3 separate regions of the Mus musculus genome follow, and regions 1 and 3 are each linked to region 2. A link is a contact called in public Hi-C and HiChIP or PLAC-seq data. All regions are on one chromosome and are shown on one strand. Each heading gives the region's core, a stretch centred on a gene start, on an enhancer-like site or on the middle of the called end of the contact. The rest is flanking DNA. Distances are from core to core; before and after follow the strand shown. Region 1 overlaps Gm20110 (predicted gene, 20110). Region 2 has its middle 9.3 kb from the start of Gm34777. Region 3 has its middle 33 kb from the start of Gm20110.

Region 1 (2,700 bases), core at 148-2,647, 380 kb after region 2:
TGCACATGTTTCTCTCGGTTATAGTCCAAGAAATGGGTCAAAAGTATGTATGTATTTAAAATTTTGGTGACATAAGCCTATGTTAATTACAGATTGATATATCAAATGACAGAAGTCTTTCCCACTGGTATGGTTAGTGAAACTGATATGTATTTGTGAAGTATTTGACATAATCCCACTTGATGAGACAGAGTCAATTTTCTCCATTTTAATACTTGTTTGAGCATCTTGTTGACACTGGCTGGGCTCCCTTCCCTCTTGTCCCCCCTCCTGTCCCTACCCCATCCCATCCCCTCATCCCTCTCCCCCATTTCCCACCCCCCTAAGAATTCTAAGCCATGCCTGACTCCTAGGAGGGGCTCCTCCGTAAAGAGGAGGCTGTACAGTGGTAATGATACACATGGCGTGTCTGCTTTACAGCACTGCATTGAACAAGGTTTTTATGTGGGTAGAAATGTACACCCATTTTAGTAAAAGTATTAAAGATGTACTAAGCAGACTAAAACTAGCTAAGGCTTCATGGCTCAGAAATAATTAGCATTATCTTTTCGGTTTATATCTTGCCAGCAATAGATTACTTTAAACAATGTTGGGGCTTTGCTACAGCAGTAGTATGCAATCTGTTCTCCCCCACACTTAAAAACATATAAATTTCCTGTCATATCAATATGACATCTCTTCAAAGTTTGGCTGACACAACACATAAACATTTACAACTTTCCATTGACTCCGAAAATTTACAAGGACCTGTGCGTTCGATTTGATTGTGATTACGAACGAATCCAAGGCGGAGAAGCTGAAGGACATGTTTGTGTTTTCTCAGGCACTGAGTAAGAGATCTTCTTTTACTAAGTACCGGCTGCATTCTAAATGATTTGTAACGTATGTGATAAATACGTAATTCTCATCACAACCACTTTCCTAGGCAAGTCCAGTACCACTGACACCAACTCGCAGAGATTCCAGGAGACTGGAGAGCTGGCAGAAGACGCAGAGCCTGCAAATGACGAGGTCTCATTTAGAACGCTTAATGCCTGTAATTGATGTCCCCTGCTCCCCGGTTTACATCTTTTCTTCTTTGTTCAGAGCGTCCAATTTTTCTTCTTTTTAAAATTGCTACTTAAAAGTGTTCGTGTTTTTGCCTCCCCAGTCAAAATAATGTCACATGTGAATTCGGCTCCAAGAGCTACTGAGTTTTTATTCACTTTAAAATTGTATTGAGAGTAATTTCCATGGGGAATTAAATAGAATTCTTCAATTGTTCTCGCTGCTTACAACAGTCCAGTGACCCGTGTCTGTGTTTATTCTTTTTTTATTAACAGAAACGGAACTTTCAGGGAGGGAATAGCCTGGGCTGTCTTTGACCACTAAGGCTAGAGCGCCATCTGTCGGCGATAGAGCGCTAAGGCATTTACTGTGTGACCATCTCAACCACTCACAATCACCATCCTGCCTGAGAGGAAAATTCCCCATTCTAGCAAGCTTTGACCAATCCGGAGCTGAGAGTAGGAACGAATGAGAATCCTTTAGATCTGACTTTAAATTTTAGTTTGAGAGGAAAATTTTACTAGAATATATTTTATACATGGAAACTGTATTTTTATCATATGCTTCCCCCTCTCACACCCCAGGTACCCCCTCCCCCCAGCACATCCGACCCCTTCATGGCCTCTCCAATTTGTTTTGTAACCCTCGTACTGCGTGCTGGGATGCTGAGTGATCTCAGAGGCAATATCTTGTAGAAGTCTTGTGTGGGTAACCAGGTGTCACGTCCAGAAGAGAGCACGTCACAGCATCCGCGTCATCCTATGATTCTTAAATTCCCCTCCCGCATAGGCAACATTCTCTGAACCTTGGACAAAAGATGACATAGTCATCCCTTTTAGGGGAAAACATTCAATAATCTTTTATCTCAGAACCTTGGCCAGTTATGAGTTTCCATATTAGCTATGAACCACTGCACTATTTGGATATTCAGAGCACCGCTAGCCCGTGTGTATATATAAATAAACACCCGGGAGGCAGTTTGACGATGGGTCCCTGTAGCAAGTGAAGGGTAGTTCTCCCCTAGGGCCTATGGCCTCCTGAACCATGAGCTTTTGGCCAGGTTTGCAGTAGTAGGCAGGAGAGAACTCCTGCGTAGCAGACCTCAAATCCAATCAGAATGCAGATGTTCCCGTAACCTTTGTGCCACTTCCTGGATCAGTGGGCAAGTCTAGCTTGGCTCATTGGTATTGTAGCATGCACTGTCCTCTACTGAGTAATATACCATTGGTCACTTTTCTTTCCAACCAGGGTACATAGCATCTTCTGGCACTATGCAATCTAGCCACGAGAGAGGAGGTTTCCACGTTAGTTCCAGTTTTATTTCTCTACGTCTTTGCAACCAAAGTGTGCTGCAGCTCATGCAATAGGGCCTTGCCATTTCCTTCGGGCGGGCAGCCAAGGGCGATGAGGACAGGCTGTGTTGTTTTGTGGGCCTCTGGAACCCCCTTGACCAATAACTCAAAGGGAGGTACCCAATGCTTGACACTGTGGTTTTTATTTAATAATTCTTCCTGTCTTCTGGGGGAAGCATTGTCTACCCATGTACCTCGGTTCAAATTGCTTTTAAATATTATGTGTATCTTAGTTAGCTTGCAAAGTAAGTGGTTTCCAAATGGGTTTTTAACACATCCTCTTTGGTTGACTGGTGCCTGT
Region 2 (2,700 bases), core at 71-2,570:
TTCTTCACCTATCTCAATTAATAAGAACATTGTGATCTGTGTGGTCCTAATGAAAGGTTCCACACGTTTACCTTTCCCCTATCACCCTAGAAGGCACTAGATCAACGGGTTCTCACATGGGCATTGTGACCTTTTGGTGGGGGGAGTAAATTCTAATGACCCTTTCACAGGGGTCAAATATCCTGCTTATCAGATATTTACATCATGACTCATAACAATAGCAAATTACAGTTATGAAGTATCAAGGAAAATAACTTTATGGTTGGGGGTCACCACAACATGAGGCGCTGTACTAAAGGGCTGCAGCATTAGGAAGCTTGAGAACCACTGTACAAAAAATTCTAATGCTTGAAGTAATTTACCCTGTTAGCCTTAGGATGTGGAACACAGTAGAAACTGAATGAAATGACAAGATATGAGAATGAGAGAGAGAGAGAGAGAGAGAGAGAGAGAGAGAGAGAGAGAGAGAGAGAGAGAGAGAGAGAGGAGGCGTGTATTTCTAGCCCTGCAAACAGTGGCATTTCCTGTTCACCCACTCACTACCTAGCTTCCAGTCTCAGGACCACATAAGTATGTTACATACATTATCTCCTTTTGTCCTTTTATCTCACAATCTCCCCCCGCCCCACACCCCCTCACCGCGAGACTAGTGAGACCCTCAGAGATTTATCAATTTGATGTTTTAGAGGCTAGAAGCAGAATAGGGATTTGAACTGAGGCCCACGTAGCTCCAGTTTTGGTGTAGTTTCGTATATCCCCAAGTACCCAGGCACAGGCCGACTTGCACACTTCCCACACCACATATTGCCCTCAGTGCTCCCTGGTGTCAGGGATATTGTTACAATCACCTTCTCTGGCTTTTAAAAGCATGATTTTCATGGTAGCTCTTTTACCTGCTGTCTGGAAAAGGCCATAAAGATCCCATAGCCTGCTATAAGAGCAACCAGCGGCTGTCAGCCAGATGCTGTCAGGGTGGCGATAGAAGTGTATGGCAGTTCTAGTTGGACTACCCAGAATCCCTCTCTCGACTTCCGTTGTTTATTCCTCTTTGGTTCTTTAGCAACTTGTGTACCCGTCTTGTGGGACCTGTTCGAAAGGGATGCGACCTGTTGAAATGATGCGCCCGCGAAGCGAGACAAGAATCCTGTCTGCACCCCACACTGTTTGCTTTGTGAAATTCCAGACTGTTTAATCTGCCCTACCTCATCCTCATAACTCCAGATTCCACTTTTCTTAATGACTTTCCCCTCCTTCAGTGCCTACACAGTTATCTTTGAAGAAGGCAGAAAAGCAAAGATGAATCATGTGCAGGAAGTGGGGGGGGGGGGGAGGGGGAAGGAGTGTGGTTGGAACAGCAGATGGCTGAGCGTGTGGGCACAGAGCTGTCTCTGTTGTTCCTCCCGCCACGCTCTGGAAACAAGTCCCTTGGAAGCATATATTCATTCCAGGATGGGGGCTGCATCTGCTTTCAGGTACTAACATGTAAATCCACATCCGCCAGGATTCATTGTAGGTATCCTAACCCTAGGCTCAAGCCCAGGTTGGACTATTATCCTGTCCTTGAAGTTTTGACCACAGACCTTCTAGACTAGACATAAGGTGATAAACTACTTCAATGAGTGGAAACAAAATTTCTCATGCCATCTTTTTTTTTTTTCTCCTGCAGGATATGAAGTAAGTGTGTGGGTATTTCTCATGTGTTGACGTGCCAGCTCCCTGACCTTCTAGGGGACTGGCAGATGCTTCTAGAAAAGCTGGACTGGGCTTTCAGGGGAAAGTCTAGGTTAAGCAGAAAATCCCACTTTGTTCCACCGGGAGCTTGTGGTGGTCTGTATGTGGAAAGAACAGGAAGACAAAAGTTCTGCATGCTGGCGCACAAGTACTGACCAGAAAGCACACTAGAGTTAGCTCCCCAATGTACGCACGCAGGCAACCGGAGTCATTTTGTTTGAATAGCTGGACTAAATTTCGAGAGCTCACAGCAGCGGAGAGTTGGAAAGATCCTGTCTCAGAAGGCTTCATTTTGCCCTTTCTTTCTTTCATTTAAATTCCCAGATGCCATTCACATATACGCTAGAGAAAAGGCCGTAATTATTTTACTTCTACATGGATGTACTCATTTAACGAGTGTCTTGACTGCTTTCTCTCTATTTCTGCCATTACCATCTGGCCTCCAGACGAATATCACAGCACACAGGTATGCAGAAGTGTTTTTGTCCTGTTCTCCTTAAGGTGATAGGTATTTTGATAAAATGCGTTTCTAGAGTTTGGGATATGTCTTAGCACAAGCTATTATTCGTGACTTGGAAACCAAGTGCTGTGGTTTAAAACTTATTTGACTAATGGACAGCTTAAAAGACACTCTTAAGGGACCGAGGAGATGGCTTGCTGTATATGCGTGAACTTCTCAGTGTGGGTCCAAGCACCCACATTAAAAACAAAAAACAAAAAACAGGAATAGCAAAGTGCATCTGTGTCCCAGAAATGTATCAGCAGAGACAGGGGCACCCCTGGGCCTTGCTGGCTGGCTGGTCTTGCCAAATAGATGAGCTTCAAGTACAGTGAGAAACTTAGTCTCAAAAACAAGGTGGAGAGGAATAAACTACATGACATCTACCCTCGGCCTCCACATGTACACATTCATGCCCAGCTACGTTTAATGACAAATAATAAGCATCGTCTGATTAAGTCTCCATAAAC
Region 3 (2,700 bases), core at 23-2,522, 330 kb after region 2:
AAAAACAATATTAGGTGTTCTTTGAGTTTTCAAGTAATTATAACTATTCTAAAGTAATTGGCTTTACAACAAAGACTTGGACAGCTAAAGTGTGGAGAGTCCAAGACTCAGAGCGATTTCTGTGTTTTAGCTTACTTAATCTTCATGAATATCCTACTAGGTAGGAAGTCCTATTGTCTTTATGTTACCAGTGAGAAATGGAGGCATAGGAAACTATAGATTCACTTAGGTTCAAATGTTCCAAGGGTTAAATCTAGGTCCTTGTGTATACTAAGCATGGTTTGAGTCACTGATCTGTATCTCCATCCCCAGAATTAGGGCCATAGATTAAGGATACAGGGCCAGCATTCAAGCCTAGCCTGTTTTGTTAGTCTGATCATTTCACAGCCTTTTTTTTTTTAAATGTGGCAAAGACACATTTATTCATCAATTCTTCACTAGAGAGACCCCTTCTGAGCTATATTTTAAGGGAAGGAAATTCTAAGGGCATAATGTTAGTGAAGACTTTGTAGTTCCTGCTTTTTGTTATATATATTTTAATTCTTACTTTTGTTCTTTGTTTTGATTCAGGGTGTTGCTGTGTAGCTCTTGTTACTATGATCTCAAGAGATCCACTTTCCTCTGTCTCCTGAGTGCTGGGGTTAAGGGGGTGCCCCATCATGCCTGGCTTTAATTTTTCATTTTTAAGCCATATTAAATAAGATGTGATACAAATGAATTTGCAAATTTTCAGTAATGGAATTTCACATTACCATATTGCCCGTATTGGTATTTTGGTCCTCGTAGGATATGGGGCTGATCTCTTAAAATGAAGATTTTTTTTTTTCTGAATGAAATACAATCAAGGTTGAAGAGAATGCAAGGCACTTTCTCCATTGCTAGAATCAATGTCAACCTGACATAGGGGTCTTGTTTCCATGGCAACACATCAAGGCATTAACCGTTTGTTGCAGAGCTGACATGAAGACGAGAATTTCCATCTGGGTTTATTTGCTCTGTTACTCCTGTGCTTAGATCCTTCACTTTCTTTGACCTTCAATCTTCTCACAAATTAAAAGTAACCAGTTATTATTCCGCGTCCAGTGGAACTTCTTGTAATCTGGCAAAAGCGGTCAAATCTTGAATGAGCTCTGAGCTTCCCAGAAGAAGCTTCTCAATGGCTTCAAGTGTCTTTCCTTTGTTGCATGTTGTGATTCTCCTTACTCTGACCCCAGTGTTGGTGGCTAGACAGAAAAAAAGAAAGAAAGAAAAAAAGAATATTCTCTCCTCCCTCCAGTCTTTGCACCTGTTGTTTACATAAAAAGGAGGTGGGGGGAGAGGGTATATCCGGAGGCACAAGCAAGGCAGAAGAGTGATGGTGGCCCGGTTATGATGATTGTCTTGGGACAGCTTTGAAATTGAGCCAAATTCCCCAAGTCTCTTAACACCCATAGAGTCCAGTACGTTCAGTCCATTGTTTTTCTTTTTTTCCCCTTCCTTCCTTCCTTCCTTCCTTCCTTCCTTCCTTCCTTCCTTCCTTCCTTCCTTCCTTCCTCCCTCCCTCCCTCCCTCCCTCCCTCCCTTCTTTCCTTTCTTTCTTTCTTTCTTTCTTTCTTTCTTTCTTTCTTTCTTTCTTTCTTTCTTTTTAGAAATACTGTGCTTTAATGCTTTAGAAAGAAAAATCACATCTAGTGTAAAACAAAAGAATCTTTGGATTGGCTTACCTTTAAAATGATATGATAATTATGAGTAATATTTAGCAGGCTAATACATGCCAGGAACTGCTGTAACTGCTATTCTGTCCACTCATAGACTACAATGTTTACAACTCTTCCTTAGTTGAGATACAGGACATAAAATACATTTTTCCCAGAGCTTCAAGACAATGACCTGGCAGAGACCACTTTCACCTCCACGTAGCACGTGATCAGACTTGGGTAATTGGCCTCTCTCCAGTCTCCCAAAGTCTAGGTTTTCTGATACAATGCTTCAACCTTTCTGAGTCACGGATTTCTTATTTACTGGAATTGACAGCGTCACTCAGATCCAAGCCAAAACACTTGCCAAACAGCTTTTTGTTTGTTTATACTTCTATGTGTGCGTGTGGATACAGGTTAGGGAAAGTTGAAGTGGTTTTTGGATAGAGATTTTTCACTCTCATTAGTCATAATCATGGTGTGTGTGTGTGTGTGTGTGTGTGTGTGTGTGTCGCAGGACCAACCTTAAAGATGACTTATATAATGTTCATCTCCACAGTTGTTAAATTTAAATCATAAGAGAGAGATATATCTATGTATATCTTACATTATCAAAGGCCGGTAATATAACGCTCTTGTTAGTTCCACTCTACTGTAGTATGCATGATAAGGAATATTAGAACTGACTCTTGGGTTGAGTTTGGTTCAATACCAAAATTATGCTATTTTTTTTCCAGTTTGGAGTTCACTGTAAAGTTTCTGTGCATACTCACTTTTTGATAGGTTATATCCTGGTAGATGTAATTCCATGAACTGATTTGCTACAAATTATCCCACAGTAGAATCAAATCTCTATAAAAGAAAGTATTTTACCAGCACATTCATAATATGTTATTAAAGTTAAATAATAATAGTCCTCACAGTCACAATGCCATCAACGGCTACTAAACCTCCACTTAACACAGTGGCGAACTTAATGACTGCCATATTTCACAGTTCAGACACGATGGGAGTTCGAGTCCAT

What was found. A called contact is a pair of places that touch in the nucleus more often than the background predicts. HiChIP or PLAC-seq counts read pairs in DNA pulled down with a chosen protein or histone mark.
Region 1: a Hi-C map of bone marrow-derived macrophages shows a contact between it and region 2, with 18 read pairs. The contact joins two enhancer-like sites. A contact is called at or near these places in 11 of 39 promoter capture datasets (the 3T3-L1 cell line, 3T3-L1-derived adipocytes, the C10 cell line and 7 more), 1 of 484 Hi-C or Micro-C datasets (bone marrow-derived macrophages) and 9 of 115 datasets of contacts at active chromatin or transcription factors (bone marrow-derived macrophages, craniofacial prominence, double positive thymocytes and 5 more).
Region 3: a contact with region 2 is called in an H3K27ac HiChIP or PLAC-seq map of double positive thymocytes, with 5 times the contacts expected there. The contact joins two enhancer-like sites. A contact is called at or near these places in 19 of 39 promoter capture datasets (the 3T3-L1 cell line, 3T3-L1-derived adipocytes, the C10 cell line and 13 more), 2 of 15 datasets of contacts at CTCF or cohesin (CD8 T cells and large pre-B cells), 13 of 484 Hi-C or Micro-C datasets (B cells, beige adipocytes, bladder smooth muscle and 10 more) and 10 of 115 datasets of contacts at active chromatin or transcription factors (T-cell acute lymphoblastic leukemia, bone marrow-derived macrophages, double positive thymocytes and 7 more).

Annotation. Positions count from the first base shown.
Region 1 is chr10:99,618,249-99,620,948 of GRCm38.p6, forward strand. All of the region lies in intron 1 of Gm20110 (predicted gene, 20110), which reads left to right. Among named protein-coding and RNA genes, the nearest start is that of Gm20110, 10 kb to the left of the region's middle. Within about 2 kb of position 1,398, at least 5 of the 459 cell types and tissues checked have an H3K27ac peak or open chromatin away from gene starts, as enhancers often do. A contact at or near this core is called in bone marrow-derived macrophages, where this site is marked.
Region 2 is chr10:99,240,976-99,243,675 of GRCm38.p6, forward strand. No RefSeq gene overlaps it. Among named protein-coding and RNA genes, the nearest start is that of Gm34777, 9.3 kb to the left of the region's middle. Within about 2 kb of position 1,321, at least 147 of the 459 cell types and tissues checked have an H3K27ac peak or open chromatin away from gene starts, as enhancers often do. A contact at or near this core is called in bone marrow-derived macrophages and double positive thymocytes, where this site is marked.
Region 3 is chr10:99,574,574-99,577,273 of GRCm38.p6, forward strand. No RefSeq gene overlaps it. Among named protein-coding and RNA genes, the nearest start is that of Gm20110, 33 kb to the right of the region's middle. Within about 2 kb of position 1,273, at least 20 of the 459 cell types and tissues checked have an H3K27ac peak or open chromatin away from gene starts, as enhancers often do. A contact at or near this core is called in double positive thymocytes, where this site is marked.